Regions from separate parts of the Mus musculus genome. Here all the other regions are linked to region 1. Evidence: chromatin contacts called from public HiChIP or PLAC-seq data. All regions are on one chromosome and are shown on one strand. Each heading gives the region's core, a stretch centred on a gene start, on an enhancer-like site or on the middle of the called end of the contact. The rest is flanking DNA. Distances are from core to core; before and after follow the strand shown.

Region 1 (3,919 bases), core at 528-3,027:
GAAGGCCTGTGATTGAACAGGGAAAAGGGAGGTGAAGAGAAGAGTTGCAAGGACAAAGAGTGACTTGGAGGAGGGGGGAGGAAAGTAAGATGGAGGATGGACCATGGAAGAAGATCCTGAACCAGGGTGGCTTTAAATAGCCACAGGTAGATATGATATCATAAAGGATACAGTAATTGGGATAACTTGTCTAATCTAGGTGGCAGCTTGTATCATTATCAATTGACCCTGAAATTATTGTGTGAGCATCTTGTGAATTGAGACTTTATTGATATATAAATCTGCCTTGTTAATGGAAAGCTTCTAGAGTTTTGTTTCTACAGGGTTACTGGGTGTTGTGGTGGCTGACCACAGGGTGGATGGTCATTGCATGGGGCTGGCGTGGCAACGAAGGGAACTCTGCAGCTCTGGCCCCGCCGGAGAGTTGGCGGGTAGAGAGTAGTTGGATGGAGCATGGGAACTTGGCAGTTGTATTTGTAATACTTCCCGCAACAACATTGCTCAGTTCAGAGTGTTTGCCTAAAACCCTGAGTTTGATCTGAGTACCACATAACTGTAATCCCAGCACACGGGAGAGAGAGCAGGTTGACCAGAGACTAAAGGTCAACTCCAGGTACGTTGTGACTCTGAGGTCACCCTGGGCTACACAAAGACCCCTTGTCAAAAATAAAAAAATTAAAACTTAGACCTGCAGTATGGCTCAGCAGATAAAAGGACCTGTCAACCAAGCCTGCTGACCAGATTTTGACCCCTGGGACCTTCATGCAAGAAAGGGAGAACCAACCCTTGTAAGTTGTTCTCTGACCTCCACACAGTATTGTGGTACACATGGCCACAATCAATCCATCAATGTAAAATCAATACTCATTCCGCTGATGAAAGGAAATTTCCTAACTGGTCCTATCTTCTAACTAAGACCATCTAAAGTCAACAAACATGTACTATTCTGTGACATTCAAGTTCTTTTGGAGGCCAATTGAAAAAACAAATGAATGCCATATTTGGTCACAATTAAGATCTACCTGAGTCCATTTGAGGCCTGGGCAATGGATACCCAAGGCACTTTTATAGTTATTCCCATGAAAGTTTTGACAGGTTTTATTGAATGAAGGATTTCATGAAGCTGGTTTCAAGCTGAATCCCAAAGACAGGGAAAATTTTTCTTGTATTTACCAGGTGCTTGGAGATCGATGTTACCTCATTATGCATGAATTTAGGGAACACCTAACAGATGCCGTTGTTACATAAGATTTCTGGCCACATGGTCAGTCGATATTTGCTAGTTGCTAACTCTGTACTGGACAATAAAAAAATAGATGAAATAATTTCTCTTCTCAAGAAATTCACCTTGATCTAAACAAGGAGTTAACACTGACCTCACAGCCCCAGAATAGCAGTGCATGCCTGTAATCCCAACCTAGGAAACTGAGGCAAGACAATGCCATGAGTTCAAGGCCAGCCAGGGCTACATAGCAAAACCCTCTCTAAATGACCAGACAGGACTGGTATGCAGGTATTTACATGGTACAGAAATAAAACAGAAAAACTAAGGGGTCAAAGTGACTCCAGAAACTAAAGAATAGGTGAGGTATTCTGTGTGGCAGCTAGAGGTGGGGGTGGGGGATGTAGAACCAGGGAAAGTGTCACGAAGGATGCAGTATTTGAGCCCAGCACTGAGGAATTCTATTACTTTCATAAGCAAGAACAGAAAAGATCATTCTGGACAGAGAGCAGAGCCAATCAGGCTGCTGCTATTGGTCCATGTGCTTGAGACCAGAACCTCCTCTCCAAATGCATGTTGACTTTTGCTCTACCAGCTGAGTCCTGTTCAGTTGTCCAGTGAGCTCTTGGGCCTTTCCCAAATTAACTCCAGGACCTTAAGCATAGAGGTTTAGGAGGACATGAGCCAGGCTTCACGCCTCTCCTGAACTCAGACCTCTGTCCTATGACTATACATCTCTGGCCAGAAAGGAAGAGCACTCCACAAAGGCCTTCCCTCTCCTGTTACAGCCGTTAGAGAGAAAGAGAAAGGAAAATGTTGTTCCTCATTTTGAGATCATACAGAAAAAATGATAAAGTCTAACTTGTCCATGGGATTGTTTCTGCATTTGCTCATGTAGAGATACTCACTAGATATACTGTACACAAATATAGTTATAGACATATACAATGGAGAGACAAGCAGACAGACAGACAGACACACATGCACACACACACACATGACTCCAACAGCAAATATCTATAAGAAGATAAATGTAATATGTTGTATATACATGATTAATTAACCCTAAAAAGAAAATAATTCCTGGGGCTGGGGAGACCGTTTCTGTTCCAGAGGAGCCAGGTTCAGTTCCCAGCACCCACATGGTGGCTCACAAGCATCTGCAATCCCAGTGCCAGGGGATCTGACTCCTCTTCTGACCTCTGTGACCTCTGACCAGGCATGGGTGGGGTACACTGAAGTACATGCAGGCAAAACAACCTTACACATAAACACAAAACAAAATAATGAGAGAAAAGATAAGAAAATGAAGATAACTCTTAGCTGGGAGTGGGGGTGCAGATCTAACACTCCGGCGCTCAAGAGCAGGAGATAAGAGGATCATTGCAGGTTCAAGAGCAGCCTGCTCTATATAGCAACTTAGGTATGTTTCCAAGCCAGCTAGTGCTGCATGGTGAAGTCCTTTTAGGTGTCCAAAACCTAAAAAAGCATAGAAAGAAAGAAAGAAAGAAAGAAAGAAAGAAAGAAAGAAAGAAAGAAAGAAAGAAAGAAAGAAAGAAAGGAAGGAAGGAAGGAAGGAAGGAAGGAAGGAAGGAAGGAAGGAAGGAAGGAAGGAAGGAAGGAAGGAAGGAAGAAAGAAAGAAAGAAAGAAAGAAAGAAAGAAAGAAAGAAAGAAAGAAAGAAAGAAAGAAAGAAAGAAAGAAAGAAAGAAAGAGGGAGGGAGGGAGGGAGGGAGGGAGGGAGGGAGGAACTCAACACCTGGATAAACCTTGGGGATGCTAGATATTAAACTAGGTACTTGGGTACTTGACAATGGCAAGCAAGCAGCCAGCACCATTTTGGAGCGGGTTAGTCTGTGGCTTCTGGCTGTATCGAAGCATAACACAAGCATCACTTCAAGTGCCTGTCTGTGGTCTGTGGAGAACACATGTTTCTGCTAACCCTGTCAGGACGGAGGGTGTTTGTGGCGAAGAGGCAGAACCCGGGCCAGGAGCACACTGAACTTGCAGAGCTCAAGGGCTGGAGAGTGGGCTGAGTCTGGGGCCTGAGATGGGGAGGACCGCATCTTCTGCCTCTTTGCTTGTTGGAACCACGGTCTTGCACTCACTGCCCCTGGCCCCAACACACAACTGAAGGCCAGATCCTTGGGAGTTTTGTGCCATGCTGGGAGAACTTTAGCAGAGTAGATTTCCTTTCCCCCTTCCTTTCTCCCTCTTGATTAACATGAATCTGATCTTCCAAAGAAGGAAACGGCTGCTAAGATGAATTTTGTTAAGTATATTTTACCAAAATAAATGTTTTAAAACAATGACATCATGCATTACTTATAAGTATGTATCACATTTCTTATCACGTTGTGAGCTCCTAACAGACACTTGCTGTCCAAGGCCCATCATGACTGCATTAGTGGTGCACTTAGATAAGAGGGCCCGCCCAGGACCTGGAGATGGAGCCCAGTGACTGAGTGTTAACCTCATGCATGCAAGAAGGGTCACCCAGACTTTCAGAGATGTATTTTAGGGCTCAGGATGTGGCTCAGTTGACAGAGTGCTTACCAAGCATGTCCCTGGGTTCCAATCCAATTTAAACCTGGCATAGTAGCCCAAGACTGTAACCTAGTCCTGGGAGGTAGAGACAGATAATCATGAGTAAGGTTATCTTCATCTACATAACAAGTCCAAGACCACTGGACCACAA
Region 2 (3,919 bases), core at 683-3,182, 430 kb before region 1:
AGGTAGACAAATCTCTGTGAGTTCCCGGCCAGGGTGGTCTGGGCAGAGGCAGAGGCTGAGGCTGGTGGATCTCTGAGTTTGAGGCCTGATTGATCTACAGAATGAGTTTTAGGGCAGCCAGAGCTACACAGAGAAACCCTGTCTCAGAAAAAGGAGAAAGAGAGAGAGAGCGCAACCTAGCTAGCTAGCTCATTCAGTAAGTACTGGGTAGTACTTTGGGTGCTTGGAGAAAAACATACTCATGCAAATAAAACAACTCATTGTAAACTTTGATATCTGGTCCCAGAACACCAGCAATCCACAAATCTTATTACCAAAATCAAATCTGTCCATTTATGTGTTGTGTAACATTCATAATAAATACGGTTATATTTACCTGACACAGCGATAACCATAGTACTGCATCTCCTACTCATTTTTCTTGAGAGCTGTGTGTGTGTAACTAAATTCAAATGGTATACAGCAATAGAGAAGAGAATTAAAAAGACGTGGATTTTTATACTAAGAACAAAAGTCTGCACTAGAAATTATGACTAAATTTGGTGTGTGCCTACAACCTAACACACCTGGATCAACATACCCAACAAACCATTATCAAACATGCCTTTATTAGAATTTAAATGCCACATTAAGGACGTCCAGTATTTCCCAATTCCACCCCCACCTCTGCTGCTATATGTCCTCAGGGTGGGTTAGTAAATCGCTTTGGGGGGTGGGGGTGGGGTGGGGGGGACACATGGAGCCAGGCAGTGGCGGTACATATCTTTAAGGTAAATGGATCTCTGAATTCTGGGCCAGCCAGGTCTACAGAGTGAGTTCCAACAACCAAAGCTACACAGAGAAACCCTGTCTCGGAAACAAACAAACAAACAAACGAAACAGGAAAAAAGAGGGGAGGGGAGGGGCTGGGGTGGGGGTGGGGAGGAATGGTACTGAGACTGACTTGAGTCCTAACCACTAACTAACAGGACAGACTATGAAGTCTTTTCCCTCAGCCAAGTGAGTCAACTAATAACGAAATGGATAAATGCTTTTGGTTTGCTGCAAACTCTTGGATCCAAGCCCAGTGAACTTCACCTCCAAGTCCTTAAACTTGTGCCTCTCATAAATGCATGATCATTACCATCGGATATCAGATCTCATAGTATGCCGATGAAGGCCAGTCAGCCTTCACACCAAACTTTTAAAAAATCTTCTAGAGCATATGTGTGCTCTCAGCCTCACCGTTCCTCCAGTCCAACTGAGGGGAAAACCCTGAAATCTGAACCTCTCTCACTATCAGTATCAAGCGAAGGCAAGCGGGTCCTGTGCTAGTCACATCCCCCATTGGGATCCACTGTCCTGGTCGGAACTATCAATTCTTACCCTCGTGGGTTCAAAACACCCCAACGCGCTTTCCCAACAGTAACAGCGATCACTTATTCCCACCGGTGAACCCCAGAAGTGGCACAACTATGCCCGGGCCCTAGCCTGAAACCCTCCTGGCTCCTCTTCCCCCAACTCAAAAACAGCGCTGACAAGCGCCGGGAACTCCATCATCACCCAAGCCTCCTCCCTCAGGTCTCCCCCAAGACCCTCCGCGCGCGCATCCCCGCCCCGCCGCGACACAGCCCACGCCTCTCCGGAGCTCCGAGCAGCGGACGCCGAGCAAGGTGCGGCAACGCGTAGCCGGGTCCCCGCGCTAGGCATGGGAGCGCGCGCGTGAAGGGGGTCCCTACCTCCCTCGACAATCCCGCGGCTCCTTCGGCTCGGCTACTCGCCCGTGTCCCGCGCCCGCCTGGAATATATACTGTCATCCGAGGGGCCGGGGCGGCGGGGCGGGCCACGAGCAGCGGCCGAGGGGAGCGCGGGCCCCGGCCACCCGGCCCCTCCCGCCGCGGTGAGTGGCTGCGGCCCAGGGGCGGAGCGGAAGCCTGCCGGCCCGACACGTCAGCGACCGAGAACAGCCAAAGGGGCGGGCACCGGCGACAGGAAGGAGGAGCCTCTTTACGTCACTCAGACTCTTGCCCAATAGGATGGCCAAGGATCCTGTCAGTCTGTGGTACCGCCCCCCACGCACTAGCAGGGGCGGGGCCGGCTACGCGCGCGGCTTCGCGGGGAGGTGAGGCCAGGCGCCACCTTAAGGACAAACTGCAGGGCGGGTCCTCTCGGTCACCCGGGGCGGATCAGAGCGCCTGGTAGGGAGCGCGGCGCTGGCAGTGAGTCTTCAAGTGACGGATTTCCGAACGCCCACGGGTGTGGTTGGGAAAGACCCGCCGGTTTCTAGGCAGAGATCCCTCCAAGGCAGGCCTGTGACCTTAAGCTAGCTGATTTTGTCTCTAATTCTCCACATACCTGTTTGCCAGTGACCCGGGCTTCCTCTGCCATTGTCTTCGGAGTCTCTTGGGTGTCGACACAGCCGGGTTGCCTTTTGCACAGCGACTAGTGAACGAAATGCAATCAAAAGGGATTAGATGACCCGAGGCCATGCAAAATGTGCCAGTCAGGGAGAACCGGCCCAGAGAGCAAGAACTTAGCTAGGAGAGGAGAGCTAAAATTCAACTGTCCTGTTACAGCATAGGCAGCAGATGTGCATGTGCAGGCTATAATCTCAGTGTTATGAAGTTGCATTTATATTTAGAGCTATTATGTTGGGTTTTTGCAGGTTTTGAAACGAGAGTCCAATTTGTTGAGATGTCAAAAGCAACTAAATTTAACATATCAGGATGTTTTCCATCAGGTGGATAGGCTTCCTCATTTTACATTTTCAGTGTTTTCTTAGTCATTCTTGCGTATTCATTTTTAATCCAGACTTTACTATCAATTTATGTCATTTAGAAATATCATTTAACAAGGGGTATCATTTGTAAATAAAAACGTAGTTGCCCATCTGTTAAGGCACCTTTGTGGCTTTGAGAGATTAGATGGATAAACAGCTTGGTGGAACAGGATCAAGGAAGGACATGATATATTATTAGCAGTATTTGCTTGGCCTTAGCCTTGCATGCTCTCTGGAATCCTGTCAGAACGCCACGTCGCCTGAGAAGCTGTAAATGGCACCCACAGTGCTGTTGATAGTGGTAGGTGTGCCTTCCTGGAGCAAGACTAACAACACGGGTGTGTTCTCTAGTTTTCATACTTCCAGCTTGGAAAGTACCGAGTCTTAAGTGAAGAATTCAGAGCCTGCCCACAATGGGGTTGCCCAGAATCTCTTGACCTTCTTTATGTGTGCAAGTCCCTGGGGTAGAAGCATTCTCTTAGAAAGAAATTGGCGGCTACAGCAGTCAATAAAGAGCATATTGTCCAAAACGTATTTATTTATTGAGTTATTCTACAGTAGAACTTACAATAGACTCTACAGGGGAATCAAGAGTCTATTTCTTCAAGGGATTCCAATACAATGAGAGAGGCAGGGGAGAGACGTGCTCCTTCTTCCTAAGGGACGGCCGTGAGTGCAGCAGCAAAGGCTCAGATGAGCATTAGAGCTCAGAGAAAGCAGAGGCCTTAGCTTCAGAAAGGAGTGAGGGACCACCCAACACTTCTGAAGGCTGCCCTTTAGTTCTCTGCCTCCAAGGCTTTTGTTTTATATATATATATATATATATATACACACACACACACACACACACACTTGGAAATTTGAAGTGCCAAAAGGGAGTACCTGCCAAAAGGTACAGATTCTTAGTGGTGTGAGCTCAACTCAGTTTAAAAAAATAAATGGGTAACAGTTTTGTCTATTAGCTGGATAGGTGGACGGGTGAATGGGCGGACAGATACTTAGATGGGTATTATGAGACCTGGAAAGAAATGATCACCAACACTGAGAAATACACAAAACACAACAGCACAAGGACACGGTACAGTTGACAGAGGGAAAGGGAAAGGACAGAGTACTCGTGTACAGTAGTCGATGAGGAGTATTAGCTGAAAACAGATCTGG
Region 3 (3,919 bases), core at 903-3,402, 260 kb after region 1:
ACAGTGATGCCTAAAATAGCTGCTCTCTGAACCTTTTCAAAAACCACTTGCAGATGTCCGCTCTAAGTGTCATTAATCACATTTAGAAAATAAAAAAGTAGAAGTACATCCCATCGTACCCTGTGCTGAGATAACGTCCTTCAAATTGTACAAGTTGTTCTTCATAAGAAATACCAATTATAAAAGCCAATTTTTAAAATTTAACAGTACAGCTGTTAAAATTACTACTAAATACATCAGTAAATTGACCAAAAATTCAAAACAGCAACTACCAAAGAACCTATTATTTTATTAAGAAGCCCTAGTAGACAGTAGTGTTCAACTCTAATGCCTGCAAAATCTATCCTACCTACTGAACACCTGAGGGAATAAAAGTACTGAACCAAGAGACAACTGTTAACAGTCTGAAAAGGGAAGGCTAAAAAACATTGGGGAAATGACATATTCAAGAGGAGACAGGGCAGGATACCTGAGAAAGGAGTCAGTCAGCTGACTACAAAGAACTGCGCATTGTTGAAGAATCAAGATTAGGAGTTAGGAAAATGCAGCTGAGAATCAGACTCTAGGACAAAAACGATACCATCAGGAAGTGCCTTTTAGTTATACTTTAAGAAATGCCACAAACATAATGGTCAAATGATTGAGAAAACTAATTCTAATTGTAACTACCCAACATATCTAAGTAGACTTGTTAAGAACATTAGCATTAGGAAGAATCTAGGCTTGGGGGGGGGGGGGGGAGCAAGTGTTACAGAGTAGAAAAACCAGAGGCACAGACTTCAAAGTTAGATAAGCCTGGTTCTGATCCTACTTTATCACTTACTCGTCTAAGACTCAGAGAACAGATTCTGTCAACCTCTGTTTCAACATCTATAGGATGGCGGGACCTCATTGGACTGTTATGAACATAACATAAATAACACATGTAGTGTGCTTAGCAAAATAAAGTCCTAAACAAGTGACTGCTGTTACTATAACAAAAGCATTTAGCTGGGGAAATGAACTGGAGAATGAACATTTAAAGGTTTTTTTTTTCCAGAAAGTTGTCAAAATCGGCCCAAAGATTAAAATAAACCTTTTATAGATTGTAATTGTAGAGAGCATCTGCCACTGTTAAATTAAACTAGGATTCCAACACTTCCTAGTTGAGGGCCCACTCATGTTATAGTGGAATGTTAGTCCATGAAAAAAAAGTGTCCCCAAAACTGAAGGACAATGTAGTCTCACTACAGGATCCATTGAGCCACCTACAGAACTCCATTCACATATTAACACACATAATCCTGTTAACATTCTGTCTTGAAATCGAGAAGGGACTATCAGCTTTCTCTAAGGATTTGGATGCCAAAGCTTGTTCCTTGTCATTCTCTGGTCCATCCTTCCTGAACACTAAAAATAGACTTAACAAGAGATTTCAGAGCTGTGTTTGGACAGCAGTCAGGATTACATCAGTTTGTGTTAGATCTAGTAATCAGGGACACGAGGTCAGGTGCTTGGGAGAGTTTCTTCTTTGCCAATTTGGATCTATGTCTTAAACCAACAGTTCAAGCTGGGAGCCAAGGATTTTCTTCTGTATTTTAACCAAGTTTTCTCAACATATCTCGTACACGTTCAGTGCGCGCGCGCGCACACACACACACACACACACACTCACACACACACATACACACACACACACTCAGCGCTCCCCAGCCACACGCCCACAGTCTGAGAAAATAGCTTGGAGCCTTTGGGGCAGCTACAATCATCATCCTACTAAGTTCTGGTCCCTCACGATCACCTGGAATTTCCACCAGGAACACACGCTGAAAAACTACAGCAATTTCAATTAGAACATCATTCCATTATTGCTACGGCCAGGACAGAAGCCCAGAGGCTCTGCCAGCCTCTTCTACGACCCTCAACCCGTGGCCTCGCTCCCCGGACACGGGTCGTCCACACCTGTCACCGCCACCGGGCGGAAATCGGGAGGAGAAAAAAACCCGCAGACGCGGCCCGACCTAGCTCGGGTACATTCGCAGATCCACTCACCCCAGTCTTCATCTGGTCCATGAGGAAGAACCGGACTAAAAGGCGACTCCATGGCGCCGGCAACACAAGCCGGCTTCCCCGAAACAGACACCTCTCCCTCACAACTCGGATGGGTGAGTAACCTGAAACGGCGGCGGCCGGAGGACAAAATAAGCTGAACGCTGACACGGACGGTGGCCGGGCGGAGGCAAACTATCTCACCGCACGCGGGAACTGGGATCCAAAGCTAAGGAGACGTCAGCAGATAAGCAAACTCAATAGACTTGTGAGTAAATATTTCCCTACGAGGATTTCAGCACTTTCTGTCCCGCTGTGGGGTTTTGTGGTTGTTCTTTTTTGTTTCTCTCTCCCTCTCTCTCTTTTTTTTTTTAAATTGAGCGAAGAGCACGCAGATTTTACCGCTTTGTTAAAATTCGCTGATAGTACTAAAACTGAAAAGTCTCCTGATCATAGTGGCTTGTTCTTTGTGCTTAATACTACGATATAGACATCTCAGAACGAAATTAGAAATTGACAGTAAACCTGATTCTGTATTTATAAATGCTTTTCAATCGCTGTAAAAATTTTCCACGTACACGGTAAATAAAGAAAAATACAAATTTCCGACATGTGTTAGAACCACTCCTTTACTGGGACAGAATCCGAGGTAAACTTTCTCACAAATAATACTTGTAGAAAACCCACCTTCAAACAAATTTAAACAAAGAAAATATATAAGATAAATTCTCCATGTCCGCACTTACCTCCTAAAGAAGAGTTTCTAAAACTCGCAATAAGCTGTCAATCTCTTATTACTAAAATCCAAAATTCTAAATATTTTTAGAGAAGAATCATGCATCACGGATTCCAACTGGAAAATGTGAGCAATTTGAAACAACAGTTTCGAGAACCTACTTAGTGTTGTTTACTTTTCGGTTTTACTCGATTTCAGTAGCCAGGGACTGCATTCAAACCCAGACGGTGAATGAACACGGATCCCTCTAGGACCGAGAGGAACTTTTCCCATGGTTACAAACAAACATAAATGCTTCCCAGAATCCTCCGAGCTCCTCGTGGCTGCGGTTACTACCGATTGCGATTGCGGAATGCAACAAGGTGAGAGGAAAGCCAGGTCAGAATTCGTGAAGTCCGGCTGGGACCACACCCGCATACACACGTGCAATGCACCGCCCGCGCGCACATACATACATATATACATACACACACATACATACACACATACATACACACATGCATGTGCAATACGCAGCACGCGCGTGCACATACATGCATACATACACGAACACACGCACACTCGCGATTCTGAAGTCCCCCTACGACAAATGACATTCCTTTCGTCGTTGGAATTATATATATATAAATTTTAAAAAAAAAATTTTTTTTTCGAGACAGGATTTCTCTGTGTAGCCCTGGCTGTCCTGGAACTCTGTAGCCTCAGAAATCCGCCTGCCTCTGCCTCCCGAGTGCTGAGATTAAAGGCGTGTACCACCACCGCCCAGCCTTTAGTCCATTTTTTATATTTACTTTTACCATGTTTAAACCTGTTTGTAAATATATATGTTGAGTGTTGGGGAATTTCTTTTTTAATTCACATAAATGTATAACACGGAAATGTTCTCCAAATTATTGTCACTAGGCATTCATTACTCTTTGAAGCTCTCTCGGGGTTTTAATTTCTACATTCCCTTAAATACATAGCATCATACTTGTTTACCTGAGACGGACATCTGGGTCTTTGAATTGTTTACCAGTACATAAGATATATTCTCTGCAACTCTGCCTTTCACATGTGTGCTGGGTCACTTGCTAAATTAGCAGTTTACATCCTCACCAACATATACGCCAAGACTAGATATGATCAGACTTTTACAATTTCTGTCACTATGAA

What was found. HiChIP or PLAC-seq counts read pairs in DNA pulled down with a chosen protein or histone mark.
Region 2: an H3K4me3 HiChIP or PLAC-seq map of bone marrow-derived macrophages shows a contact between it and region 1, with 2.9 times the contacts expected there. The contact joins the promoter of Uap1 here to the enhancer-like site in region 1. A contact is called at or near these places in 12 of 39 promoter capture datasets (3T3-L1-derived adipocytes, the C10 cell line, cranial neural crest and 8 more), 1 of 15 datasets of contacts at CTCF or cohesin (pro-B cells), 1 of 484 Hi-C or Micro-C datasets (embryonic stem cells), 11 of 115 datasets of contacts at active chromatin or transcription factors (astrocytes, bone marrow-derived macrophages, differentiating embryonic stem cells and 4 more) and 3 of 9 other capture datasets (adipose tissue, embryonic stem cells and pancreatic islet).
Region 3: a contact with region 1 is called in an H3K4me3 HiChIP or PLAC-seq map of bone marrow-derived macrophages, with 2.1 times the contacts expected there. The contact joins the promoter of Atf6 here to the enhancer-like site in region 1. A contact is called at or near these places in 6 of 39 promoter capture datasets (the 3T3-L1 cell line, the SN4741 cell line, hippocampal neurons and 3 more), 7 of 115 datasets of contacts at active chromatin or transcription factors (the NIH/3T3 cell line, the SCID.adh cell line, astrocytes and 4 more) and 1 of 9 other capture datasets (adipose tissue).

The regions. Positions count from the first base shown.
Region 1 is chr1:170,606,849-170,610,767 of GRCm38.p6, forward strand. No RefSeq gene overlaps it. Among named protein-coding and RNA genes, the nearest start is that of Nos1ap, 19 kb to the left of the region's middle. Within about 2 kb of position 1,778, at least 20 of the 459 cell types and tissues checked have an H3K27ac peak or open chromatin away from gene starts, as enhancers often do. A contact at or near this core is called in bone marrow-derived macrophages, hematopoietic stem and progenitor cells and liver, where this site is marked.
Region 2 is chr1:170,173,032-170,176,950 of GRCm38.p6, forward strand. It overlaps Uap1 (UDP-N-acetylglucosamine pyrophosphorylase 1), which reads right to left and starts at 1,933. Exons shown (of 11, transcript NM_001305045.1): 1 at 1,719-1,933.
Region 3 is chr1:170,865,619-170,869,537 of GRCm38.p6, forward strand. Atf6 (activating transcription factor 6) reads right to left here and starts at 2,153. Exons shown (of 16, transcript NM_001081304.1): 1 at 2,032-2,153. The coding sequence starts at 2,083. It overlaps Gm9929 (a long non-coding RNA gene), which reads left to right and starts at 2,212. Exons shown (of 2, transcript XR_003948181.1): 1 at 2,212-2,296; 2 at 2,963-3,919.